Linked DNA regions of Columba livia: region 2 is linked to region 1. A link is a contact called in public Hi-C data. All regions are on one chromosome and are shown on one strand. Each heading gives the region's core, a stretch centred on a gene start, on an enhancer-like site or on the middle of the called end of the contact. The rest is flanking DNA. Distances are from core to core; before and after follow the strand shown.

The links. A called contact is a pair of places that touch in the nucleus more often than the background predicts.
Region 2: a Hi-C map of crop shows a contact between it and region 1, with 1.9 times the contacts expected there. The contact joins the promoter of LOC110364879 here to the enhancer-like site in region 1. A contact is called at or near these places in 2 of 2 Hi-C or Micro-C datasets (crop and liver).

What each region holds. Positions count from the first base shown.
Region 1 is chr4:67,308,078-67,314,593 of bColLiv1.pat.W.v2, forward strand. The region is part of intron 2 of PDE5A (phosphodiesterase 5A); the gene reads left to right. The region is part of intron 3 of LOC110364879 (WW domain-binding protein 11-like); the gene reads right to left. Among named protein-coding and RNA genes, the nearest start is that of FABP2, 66 kb to the right of the region's middle. Within about 2 kb of position 4,439, at least 1 of the 3 cell types and tissues checked has an H3K27ac peak away from gene starts, as active enhancers do.
Region 2 is chr4:67,361,833-67,368,373 of bColLiv1.pat.W.v2, forward strand. It overlaps LOC110364879 (WW domain-binding protein 11-like), which reads right to left and starts at 1,813. Exons shown (of 4, transcript XM_065062766.1): 1 at 1,705-1,813. PDE5A (phosphodiesterase 5A) reads left to right here. Exons shown (of 22, transcript XM_021298671.2): 22 at 3,457-6,541. The coding sequence ends at 3,594.

The DNA.
Region 1 (6,516 bases), core at 3,189-5,688:
TCTGTTTCTCAAATATTCATACACAGGAATGGCAAAAGATCACCAGCTCAACCATTTATTGGAGACTAATACAAGCCCTTTCCACTTATGGTAATGAGCTTTGAATCAGAACCTAATTTATCATAGCATTTTGTGATAGTTATTAAGTAATTTACATTTTTTTCTTTGCAATTAATTAATTCCCACAGTATTTAGTTCTTTTGGTAATTCTCACAAAAACTGGTTGAATTAGGTGTCTAAATAATACTTATAAAATAAATGCTTTGGGTGGTCTTATGCCTGCAGATTTGGTTTGGTTTGTGTTTTTTTTTTCAAGTACAGGAGTCGCATCATCTCCTACAGTCATTGGATAGTTAATCTTGTTCCGTTTTGGATAGGTCAGTCTGATATTAGTATCTGTTTTCATGGGTTAAATAAATAATATATTTCCAGCAAGGAAATGTTTCTTTTTTTTTTTCACAATTAGTTTGTATTAACTATTGCTCATAGCATGTGTGGGACAACTGTTAGTGTCACTAGACTCACCAATCCATATTCTGGATTCTTCGGGAGAAGGGCTGCAGGTCATCTACTTCACAAATTTGTACCTGCTTTCCTCCTCTCCCCTAAAATATGTTGTAGAAGATAAGTACGTAGAAACGGCTTACACTTTGTATTTTGATCCTGCAATGCGTCGAGGTTGATAGCGTTGGCAGGCAGGCCACATTACTGCCTTCCTCAAGTCTTTGATGGCCAGGTGGACTGACATATTCTGAGATAAAAGCATGTTGATTGACTTCCACCTGTACAGTGCAAGGTTGCAATCCTACAAGCCTGTTATCCAGATGAATAGCTTTAAATTTATCCCTCCTTTCAGTACGTTAATAAACTGTGATCTCATGAGTAGGAAGCTACAGAATCAGTTATTTATTACTTTATTTTGTAGCAGGAAGACAAGTGGTATACAGAGATAACATGAATTGCTATTATCCATGAAGTGTTGTTACAGTATGAGCAAAGTGCATTACAACAGAGGGGAAGTGTTGTCACCACCACGCTCAGTGAAGAGATGCATTTGGTTCACTTCGTGATTCAGTTGCTGGTTCACAAACCTGGCTGGAGAGTTTGTTACTGCACACTTAGGGGTTCGAGAGTTCCTAAACACCTCACTCCTACTAAATTTAAGCTATTTATTTTATTCTTTTTTTCAGCTCTTCTTGTTATTTTTTCCCTTTCAAAATTTTAGAATTGCCCGTCATCTTTGTGCTTCCCAGAAAGCAGAAACATTCTGAAGTAAAACAGTTCTACTTTTAGATTGTGTCTTGTATTTACTCATACTGTCATTAAAGGCTCTTTGTAGATGCTACAAGTACAATTTTTCTAACTAGATGTTATAAAGGCATAACCTGCAGCCTTTTTTTTTTTTTTTGGCACAAAATTGTACCGCATTTATGGCTAAATCCATTACCTTTTTTGGCTTCCTGAAGTTTTATCTTTTTATGTTCCTTTAAAAAAAAGTCCATGCATTGTCACATTCAAATATCATACTTATTTTAACAGTCTGCAGAATACTTTTGTATTTCTGACTTCCTGTTTATCCCTACTACTAAAAATGTGGGAGTGATTCTCTCTTAGTGCTCTTTGTGATCAGAAGCAGCAGGCTGCCAAAACACCTACCAATTCTCCTCTCACTTAAAGGCAACTGCATTGTTCCAGGCATTTTTTGTCTCATTTCCTAGATGTATGACATGATAGATACAAATAATTAAGCCAAGTCTTGTAAGCCTTTTACTGGAAATAAGGTTATCTTGTTATAAATACATCTTGGCTTATTAGCATGCTTGGGAAATATTTACAAATGAATTAAGGTGGGGCTGTATTTGGAAAAATCAAAGTCTTTAACAGCATGGTGCTCCATAGTGCTTCACTGTGGATTCCAGAAGTAGCATTTACTGGGAAACTGTACTTTGCTGGAATTCAAAGACTGCATATTTTGAATGTAACAATTACATTTATTACTTTGGAAAAATTCAAGTAGAGTTGTGTTTGGTTTTGGTTTTTTGTCTTGTTGATGACCGGTAGACAATCAGTTTGTAATGTGCTTCCTGCAGCAGTAAATTACTTAGGGCATTTGCCTGCTAATCTTTGTGTCTAGAGGACTTGAAAAAAATGTCTTTCATTTTGAGGTGGCTATTTGATGTTTAATCTCATAAATATTATATGTTACATGCAATTATGCCATCGTTTTGTTTGGCAATATATGTGTTCTTAATTTGTTTTAAATGAAAGGAAATTAATTTTTGGAGCAAATCAATGAAAAATCAGATTTTCAAAGATAGAGCTATTGAAAATATTCTTCACTGAAATGTGATTTGGCCTTTGTTTTTTCCTATAAAAAGATACTACTGACATGCAAAAAAAATGAAAAAAACCACCCCTAAATATAGTCAGGTATGAACCACGTTAATCCCCAACATGACCTCAGTAAGTTGGCAGTGGGTTTGAAACTTCAATGATTGAAGGATCTCTTATAGTTTTCCAGTGGAGGCCCAGAATTCTATTCAAATTATCTGAATATGCTGAAAGGGCACTTGCTTTTGTAAGTTATCCTATGCAAGGCACAAGAGGACAGCAGACCACTGATTCTTCAGACCATGGCTTGAAAACCACAGGAAGTTAGTGCAGAGGTCAGCATATTTTCTCCTACTTACTTGGTTGTATTAGATGTTTATAGAGTTTTTCTGAGAACCAAGTAATGAAAAAAAAAGATTTCTGTGAAATCTTGCAAAGTTTTCTTGACAGTCTAATGATCTCAGTATTAATAATGTCATCATTTCCTTATGCCTTTGTGATGATTGCAAAGAATCAAGACCATCCCAAAATATTTTAAACTCTTGATTCAAAAAGCATTCAGGAAGGTGAGGAATGTTACCCACATAATAAAGCTAGGTGTGTGTCTGAGTGTGTTGGAAACAAGGTCTAAAACATCTGTTACTCTAGACTGAAGAAACTGTCATTTAGAAATTATAAGAAGCCACTTACTAGCGACTTAAATCTTTAATTCTCAAAAAGCCATAACCTGAACCCCGACAAAGAATCTTTGGCGTGAAGATAAACTCTTATAATAGTCAGCAGATAGTACTGAGCAGCTACAAGACGGTGCTTTTGCTAGGTACCATTTGCCCTAGGTAATGCAGAAACAAACAGGCATGCACCACACGTTAATTAAAATACAGCTGGTAAACCTTAGAGGACAGGTAGAAAGTAAGATGGGGTGAACTCCTTTAACAGTTAACATCTCTTTTTGCCTTCTTTTGTTTCAGGGTAACTTTATTACCATATTACAGTACTTCTGATAATGCTAATAGGCATTTGAATTCTCATTTCCATTTTTATTGCTGTTCCTATGAGAGTTTAGAGAACAAGGTCTAAGTTTCTGGCAACTGGGCAGAAAGTGGAGTGGAGGCATACATTGCCAGATAATCAGAAAAAACAAAAGAAAGTTCAGCTTGTGGGCTGAGATAAAGACAGTTTAATAGGATAGCGAAGGAAGATAAAATAACAATGAGAAAATACAAAACAAGTGATGCACAAAGCAGTTACTCACTTCACACTGACCAATGCCAATGCTGCTCCTCCAGCAGCAATCGCCTCCCTGGCCAGATTCCCCCAGGTTTATATACTGAGCATGACATCATATGGCACGAAATGTCCCTTTGGCCAGTTTGGGTCACCTGTCCTGACTGTGTCCCCTCCCAGTTTCTTGTCCACCCCCAGCCTACTCGCTGTCAGGCCAGTATGAGAAGTTGAAAAGTCCTTGATATGGGGTAAACATTGCTTAGCAACAACTAAAACATCAGTGTGTTATCAACACCATTCTCATCCTAAATCCAAAATACAGCTACTAGGAAGAAAATTAACTATCCCAGCCAAAATCAGGACACTGCACAAGGATAAAATTAATGGTATATCACCCATGATGTCTTCAGATCAAAGAAAGTACATCATAGTGTATGTTCATGCTTATTTGATTGCTAATCTGAATTGTGTGGGAATATATGATCCAGATCAAGAATTACAAACAAAGCTATTTTAGAAAATACATTCTTCACTTGAACTAATATGCTACCACCTATTTTAATTTTCACCATTGAATAGGAAGCATTTTGCTTTTGTCATGAATAAATATAATTAATAAAACCACAGAGTACAAGCCTGTCCCTTACTGGCAAAGAAACATACATAAATTTACATGGAATGCTTTCTCATCTATGATTTGAAGAAAGAAAGAAAGAAAAAAAGGCATTAAATACAAAAGGAGCTATTTATGAAGTGCCAGAGGAGAAGCTCTACTCAAATAGCCCTTGTGACTAACGCAATGGTTGTAATTTCACATTAGGGCTGGCACTGAAATTATAGCCACAAAATATATTTGCTTAGTAAAAGATATATATTTTCCCATTTATTTGTGCATTGTGGTGAACTCAGCCCAGCACAGAGAGCCATCCCAAAGCCTCTGCACCACTTAAGTCCTACTTAACCCCTATTTTAGGAATTTAAGTGGAACTGAAGTGGTGCCTAAGACTTACATGAGGCATCCAGGCAGGTGAGAACTCAACTTTTGAGCTACCTTGCCAAAGTCACTGACATTGTTCTGTGGCTTTCCATGATAAAATCACTGGGTACATCATGGGTGTTTGTTTTTGGCTTGGAACAAGAAGTAAACACGTGGAGAAAAAATAAAGATCATTTAGAATTTGACCTTCAGTCATTGTGGATTTATTCTGTCTTTCTTTATATTCTGAATAGAATGTCCCTTCTAGGGAGGAAAGCTTTCTTGTGAAAAGTTAAGTTTGCAGTATGGTTGTTAAAGAAAACGTGAAAATAGCCAAGAATATCCTGTTACTATTAGTCCTCACAAATAATAAAGCAAACTCTGCCTCCTATTTTAAAAATAATATGAACATCAGACAAGAATGACATTATTTCATAGCTCTAAAAGGTTTTTATTTTACTCTTTCATAAGCATGGTTTGAATCAAGAATTAGAGTTCTTAATTTAGATCTGTATTCAAACAGAAGTCAGTGGGACCACTTGAATGTTTCAAGTTAAATGTACGCTTATGTATTTGACTGAGTTGTGCCAAAAATTGACACCAACTTCAAGTCATACTTCATCTTCAAAAACTGTTTGCCTACCACTGTTGGAAACAGCATCTCTAGTAACTATAATTGGAAAGGGTTTAAGGAAAAACTATTGTCTTCGTTAATCTACTTTTTTAGTTGGTTTGAAAACACTTCTTTTACAGCCAGTTTACTGTTTCTATCTAATGGGGCTTTATAAAGTTTATATAAGCCTTTCCATGGCCAGAAAGGAGACAAAAACACTTAAAACACAATTGTGAAATAGGAAGTACTGGAAAGAAAATGGGAAGGCAAGTTTAATATCCAAGTGACTTTGACTTTCAAACTCCTTTGTTAAAACTGAATAGTTTTCAAGTTGTTGCTAAAGCTGTAAATTATTTCCACGTCTAAATTCTGTCAAGATCTGGTAAAGAAATTTGAAGACATCTAGTGGTGATTTTAGGGAAAGCAATTGAGAAAACAGGTATGAGACTTGGCTTGAAATATTGTTGATTTCAACACTAGCAGCATTAGACCACAGGAATTCAGATACTCGAAAGCTGGCATTCCTTAGCAGGCAAGTTTGAATTGAAACCCTGCCCTGAAGTGTGTTATCGGTAACTGTTGGTTTGAATGAAAAAGTAGCAAAACATTCCACACAAGTACTGAAACATTGCATACTGTATATAAGAAGGATTTATGAGCAACACAGAAAATGCATGGGGAATTATTTGTCGTTTCACTGAAAGCCACTCATCACTCTGTACTTCTATGGTACAGTCATTATTATGCATTCTTTGTGCAAGATAAGATACACTATACTATCATAGTTGCATTTCAGTAATACTTTTATACTCTGGTTTTGCACATTTTGTCCAAACATACCAAGTACTTGCTGAATGGTCACACTGTCATGGTCTTACATATACAGCATGGTAACACATGCGAGCAAGGCCATTATAATCTCGCTGTTACTCTTTCAACATTGTCATCGTTTTGGTATTTTTTTAGAAGTGTGCTCTGTATTTTGAAGATAATCACAATGAAGCAAAGATGGGTGCAATACATTATTTAATATTCCCAGTGTATGAGTAGAATAGTATTTAGTGTCAGGTCAGCACGTTTTGACAGAAATGGCTCAGGAAATAAAGCGAGGTTCTATTCAGGTCTCAGACCTGAGATTGCCTTCAGGTTTAACTGTGACGTTCTGCATGGCCTGGCGCAAGCTATGTCTCTTGTGCCTCAGTTTTCTCACCCAGTGATTTTCTGGTTTTGTTGCCTATTCATATTGAAAACTTCTTGCTTTAGGGACAGGTCTACTTTCTGTACAATATTTAACAAATCAGGGCCAAAAAGTCTTAATGCCTCTGAAGTTTCTGAGCTCTCATGTAATGCAGATTAATGTGTAGTTGTA
Region 2 (6,541 bases), core at 563-3,062, 51 kb after region 1:
TGCTGTGCTCTGGGGACTTGGTGTTAGATCTCTGGGTTATATTCTGGATTCTGCCAGTAAGCTGCTATGATCATCAGGGAAAATCACAAAACTAAGACTTTGCTATCTATGAAAAGAATGCTATCCACGTAGTGCATGGAAAAAAAAGTGTTGTTTAAGAGTTCTAAAGAATTCAGAATTCTTCATGCAAAAGGTGATATGCTACATATAGGAAATTTATCTAAGTTTGACATTTCCCATCCTATTTCTTTCTTTCTCTTTCATCACACACAAAAGCAGTGCATGAGAGAATTCATTGAAATATTATTCATCCTGGTCACAAACTGCATAAGCAGATATTTGGTCAGATATAGTGTGAAAAAAACCATAATGATTTCTGGTTTTTTTAAAGCCAGTAAAGCACTAGAGTGAAAGCCTGTCCATTGAGACTGTAGCAAGTATTTACAGGAACTGAGGTGAGAAAAACAAAGGTGAGGAACGGATAGCTTCTTCTAATGGGAGGAACAAGGTGATTACTCAAATTTTTCCCTCTTACACAGTAGGCTTCTAAAAAGAATCCACATCCACCAGTTGGAAGGAAACAAGGGTAGAGGACAAAGAGGGAGCAACTAGCTGCTGCTGAAACTCACGTGCTTTTGTGCTCTAGAAACTGTTTGACAAGAAAATAAGGCAGCCTTTGCTGAGAAGACAGAATACTGTTTCTAGTAGGAGGCAGGCCATTGAAAGAAGACCCAGTATCTGTGGAAAGGTACAGACTATACAGATAATTCTTTGAACAGAAAACTTGACTAGGTTTGAATGCCCACAGCTCCATAGTCTGAATTCCTATACTCTTTATTCATTTATGAAAAGACCAGAACATTTTCAATTATTTAATCTAAAATATGCACTGCAGCTTATGCCAACGGTTACCAAATGTAAACTGTACCCAGCTCCTGTACAATTTGTCCAAGGAAACGAGGTGCATGAGTCAGTTCTAGCTGCCATGCCTCTGCTTTGTAACTGCAGCTTTGTTAAACCACAGTGAATACAAAGCCATTCCTGGTCAGCAGCCAAAAGCACCTACAAACGTTTGGCATCTTCTTCCTTCTCTTTAATTGGGGAAGAAAGAAGGAGAGGCTATGTTCACAGGAGGGGCTCTACGCAGCATATTTTCATTCAAAACATGTTGCCTCTTACAGCTTCCAGTGTATCACTCTCGTCATCCTGTCTCACAGTCTGACCTGAACTGGAACAGCTGGTTGAGTGTCTGTGACTTTATGTAGTCTCAGAGTGTGCCAGCGTGTGTACTAACCTGAGACAAGTGACAGTGACCAGTGCAGGGGCAGAGAGCACAAAAGAGAATGGGGCGCCTATGAGGAAGTGACAAAACCCAGAGCAGTACTGGGAAACATCCAAGGAAGGGGCTGTGGTTTGAGCTGATACAGTGTTTGTTTATTTTGACTGGAGTACAGGTATGGGATATTACCTGCTTAGACAGGTTTTTGTTTTCTTCACTGAGTGATAAATGGTAAAACATATTAACAACTTCAGTGTTGCTTTGAAAATGAACAAACACACAGTTCAGTCTCCAATGTTCTAATGCTATAAATGGACACAATAAACAGGGTTGTAACAACAGCCTTTTCACTGTTTTCTTAGCTTTCATCCGGTCAGCAGGAGTTTGACACACAATGCAAACAGCACTGCAAGTATGTGACTTACCATGTTGTTCAGAGTAGTTCAGATGTCAATGAACTGAAGTTCTGTGGCTTGTTTTAAGCTGGGGAATCAGTGCAGTTAAACTGAATGATCTACAACTCTTCCATGAACAAAAACAAACAAACAAAAAAAAGAAGTGTGTTTCACTCTCCTCATAATTTAATTGAAAAAAAGTGTATCATTTAGTAGTTTAAAATGCTGTTAAGATATATTCAGATAAATGAAACAGGGAAACTCCAGAGGGATTTAACAGCTCCATTCTTCTTACAGTGGTGTAAATCAAGAATAATTTAAGTCTACTGGAACTAATGAAGCAGTCTATAAAGCGAAAAGGAACTATGAAGATACATATGCAAGCTGATAATTCAGTTGAGTCCCTATGTAAAGTTACAGGAGAATTAGAGATCGCTATGTCCCGTTATTTGAATGAGACCTAAATTCCATGTGAAATTCTGACTGATTGTATGTTTTATATAGTGATCAGCAGGATTCTTCTCTGTGTACTTTACAGTCAGTCATAGTAGTTATACAATCAAACACTCTTTCCCGTACTTGGCTGTCTCACACCATCTGAACTATTCAACTCCCACTTTACACTTCTGAATAGTATGACTTCATTCCAAAAGCCAACAGAACCCCTTATGCAAGGAAGGACTGAGTGTCATTATAGTGTGAAGATACATTTTCACCACTTCCATCAGGAAAGAAAAACATACAAAAATGCTTTTGAATTGTTCCTTCATTTAAATTTTCAATTCTATATTTAAATATCAGAATCCAGTTTTCCTTCATTCTGATGTAGTAACAGCCACATCATGAAAAATACTTGATTAACTTCAATCACAGTTATTCTTAAAATGCACTATTGTCAAATATAATTTATCTATCATGCTGTCTTGAAGTAGATATTTCTGGGAGAAGTCCTCTGAATCGGTTGACAAACCATCAGTGAATATGGTCACATTGACTATACCCGCTCTGTGTCTGATTACTATTCAAGGTCATCCTTATGACCAGCCTTGCCTTACATAGAAAGGGCTGGCTTGCAAACAAAGTCCATGCATACTACAGGGTGTTTCAAAAAGACGGACCCCATTCTGCTGAACTGCAGATTTAAAATTGGGTCCACCTTTTTGAAACACCCTGTACTTCACTAGAAATCCTGGACAGGTCACTTGTGCATGGTACAACAAACTTATGGTGTCTTCTGCACCTATGCATCAAGTGCTGTATAGACACTGCTGCTCAGTCTCATCTACACTAGTGCCAGGTAATTGTGTTCATGTTTGATGTGCAACAAGAAGCCTTCCTTAAAGTCCAAAATACAAGTTCAATTTCAAATATAGCTAGATAGACCTCATAATTCAATTCTAGTCTGTCTCATAGTCATCTTTTTGTTGTTAAATGTAATCTGTTTGCTGATCTCTTCTCTCTGGTATCCAGCGATAGGACACATGAGAGTGGTTCAAAGCTGCACCAAGTGAGGTTTAGACTGGGCATTAGGAAGCATTTATTTACCAAGAAGGTGGTCAAACACTGGAACAGGCTTCCTGGAGACATGGTTGATGCCTCAAGCCTGTCAGTGTTTAAGAGGCTTTTGGACAATGCCCTCAACAACATGCTTTGACTTTTGGTCAGCCTTGAAGCGGTCAGGCAGTTGGACTAGATAATCATTGTAGGTCCCTTGCAACTGAAATATTCCTACTCTCTTCTCTTCTACTCTACTCTATTTTACATATTCTTAATTTATTTCAGGCACTAACGCATGTGTCAGAGGCCTGCTACCCTTTACTGGATGGCTGTAGAAAAAATAGGCAGAAATGGCAATCCCTAGCTGAACAACAAGAGAAGAATCTCATTAACGGAGAAAGCAATCAAGCCAAACGGAACTGAGATGCTGATTTAACAACCACAAGCTTACATAGAAGACGTAGTAATAAGAGAGTACTGCATTTTGCCAAACACTGTATGAATTTGGCTGATGTTTTGCCACTGCTGTATTATTTTTCCACATTTCAAGATATAGCATGACCATGTATATGCCAAGGTTATATAAAGATAGTATGTTTATTTTATTACATCTAATTGAGATGGGAAAAGATCTGCAAGGGTAGTTTTTGCTACCCTATTCCACAAGAAGGTACGAGTGCAGTTGCTCGGCTGTCCCCAAGAGCCTATTACTTTATAGATGTATATAGTTTTTTAGGGATCATGTTGTGGCCAGTATCTTAAAGACTACTGCATTTCGCACCTTTTTTCCTCTTCCAATCTTGCTGTGCTATGTTATAAAAGTAACGAGCAGTCTTGCCTGTTCTCTTCCCAGAGGTTCAGAGGAAAGATTGGGACTAATTCTGGGAAGCCTAATCCAGCATATACTATGCTAACTTCTTTCAGCAGACAGAACTGGGCTTCAGAGTGACAAAGCCCCACAATCTGTGCACCCAGTAGTTTTTTTATTATTATTTTCTCTTTTTTAAAAAAATAATTGTCTTAGTAAATGTCTTATATTTGGAGAAAATTTTAAAAACCCTGTGAATTACTAGGCAATGGGGGTCTTAGGAGTTTTGTGGTAGAAGGGTCATAATTATCCATGGGTAATGGATGATTACAAAGCTCTTGAAGGCTGACGAAATGTCACAACATAACTGACAGGCTGTCGTGGAAGAATGGCTCCCATAGAAGGCTACAAGAAGCACACGGAAAAATGGAAACTAAACAGGATCATTTTTATATGGTGGTTTTAACCTCATTTGGAAGCTGAATTTGACATTATCGTAACCAACAGCCTGAATCACGGGCAGGAAGAATATAAGAGAATGTGACTGCAAGAGCAAGAGATGAAAATCTGAAGCAGAATAACACCAGGATGGGACACTTCTGGTGACTATCAAAGACCAATTCTTTAGGCCAGTGCTATTATGAAATGGCTATGACCACTTTGAAAAAGATTTCTGTTGACAGCTTTTAAAAATCATTTTTAGCATTAGTTAATGTTAATGATGATTAATCACAGTGTCTCCAATGAATATGAAAGAATAAGAATAAAGAAAAAAAAAATAAGGAATAAGAAAAAAAGAAAAAAAAATAGCCAAGAATGCTACAGGGATTTGCCATTTGTATATGAGGCATTAATGTTCAGAAAAGTAAGACATCATTTAATTTGCACTAAGAAAAAAATGGTATTGACATTTTATTTAAATGAAGATGACTAATAAAAATTAGTTTGAATTAGGAACCAATTCAAGAAAATATATGCATAAGACAAACACCAAAATAGTAATACAAAGAAAGTGCTATTCTTTGGGTGGATAGGATTAGGAGATTAATGTCAGCAATCTAAAACTGGTTAGCAGTATGTGTAACTTTGGCTGCACAGACACACAGAAATTGTTATTTTTTTAATCTGTAGTAATTATTTTTCAGTTAAAATCAGCAACAGTATTTGGCAAAAGTAATACATTTTGGATTATACTTTGAAGTATGGGAGTTTGTGTCTATCACAGTAACACAGAAAATTCTATTTGGAAACAGCAACGAATTTTTCTTCCCAGGAGATTATCAATCCCCCCCTGTAAGAGCTGGTCAGAAAGTGAAAACAACCTCTTTTTATCAGTCTCTGCATTTAAATAAACGATACAAGACAAAGCAAATGTTTCAAAATAGTCTCAAAAACATTCAAAATGTTTTGTAGTTATTTTTTTTTAATGTTGAATAAAGTATTCTGGTACTCTGCAGCATTTCTGTCAACCTAGATTATTTGTCATGGATTAAACCCTATCTCAAATTTCTCTAATGATTACCGATAATATATTATTGCAGCTGATTTTGAAAACGTTTTTATACAAATGTACTTCTCCTGAATTTTTTTCCAGATTTTACAAAAAGAATGGAATTCAACAATAATTACGAATTCCAGGGCTACTGTTATGCAGTGTTCCATATGTGTGTTTATATACGTACACAGTACAATATATGTGCGTAGTATGTCATAGCTATGCAGAAAAATGACAGCAACCTGTCCCCCCGGCAGACACCCCTACAAAAAAAGTTTTTAGGTACCTTCTGATAAATAGGAAACTTTGCTTCAAGATTTTCATAGTCCTTGTATATTATTTTCCTTGAATGCCTGAGATACTGAAATATACTCGTTATGCTAACTGATGAGATATGTATTTAAGCTAAATATGAATCAAGTATATGTATATAAAGGTGTATTCTTGCTAGTATGGTTGAGACTAGTAATTCACAGTGACAACATGGCAAATCAACTACGGTGATATTCCAGTGTAGTGACATATAATTTACATTAAGATCCCAGTATGCAGTATGCCTTTGCTATATTGTGTGTTCAGCAAAGCTTTACTACGACATAGAACTATTACAAAGCAGTTCTGGATTCACACCTTGACTTGAAAGAAATGGGTGTGACGTTGCATCTTTTCAAAGGTTCACTTAAAATGAACACAGTTATACAGTTATGTGCATGTATTTAATTACACATCTGTACACATCCCACAGAATCTCCTCCACTACAGAGATCAGCAGATATACAGTTCCTACTAAATAAACCATTTAAATGTCATAATACACCTGTATCTGTATATATTCCTACAAAATCAACCCCTTTAAACTACTGGTTTAAGAACCTTAAAAGCATAGATTGCTGTACTTCATGAAAATTTAGAGTTGATCAAATTGTTTATATAGTGTTTTACTCTGCCTGAATACAAAGTCAGAGTGTGCTGGGTTTGTGTCATTTGTGTCAACTGTTCGCAGAAATTGCTATTTTTGTTCATAATGTAAATAGGTGACAATATGAAAAAAAGCCAGGCTGTTTTCT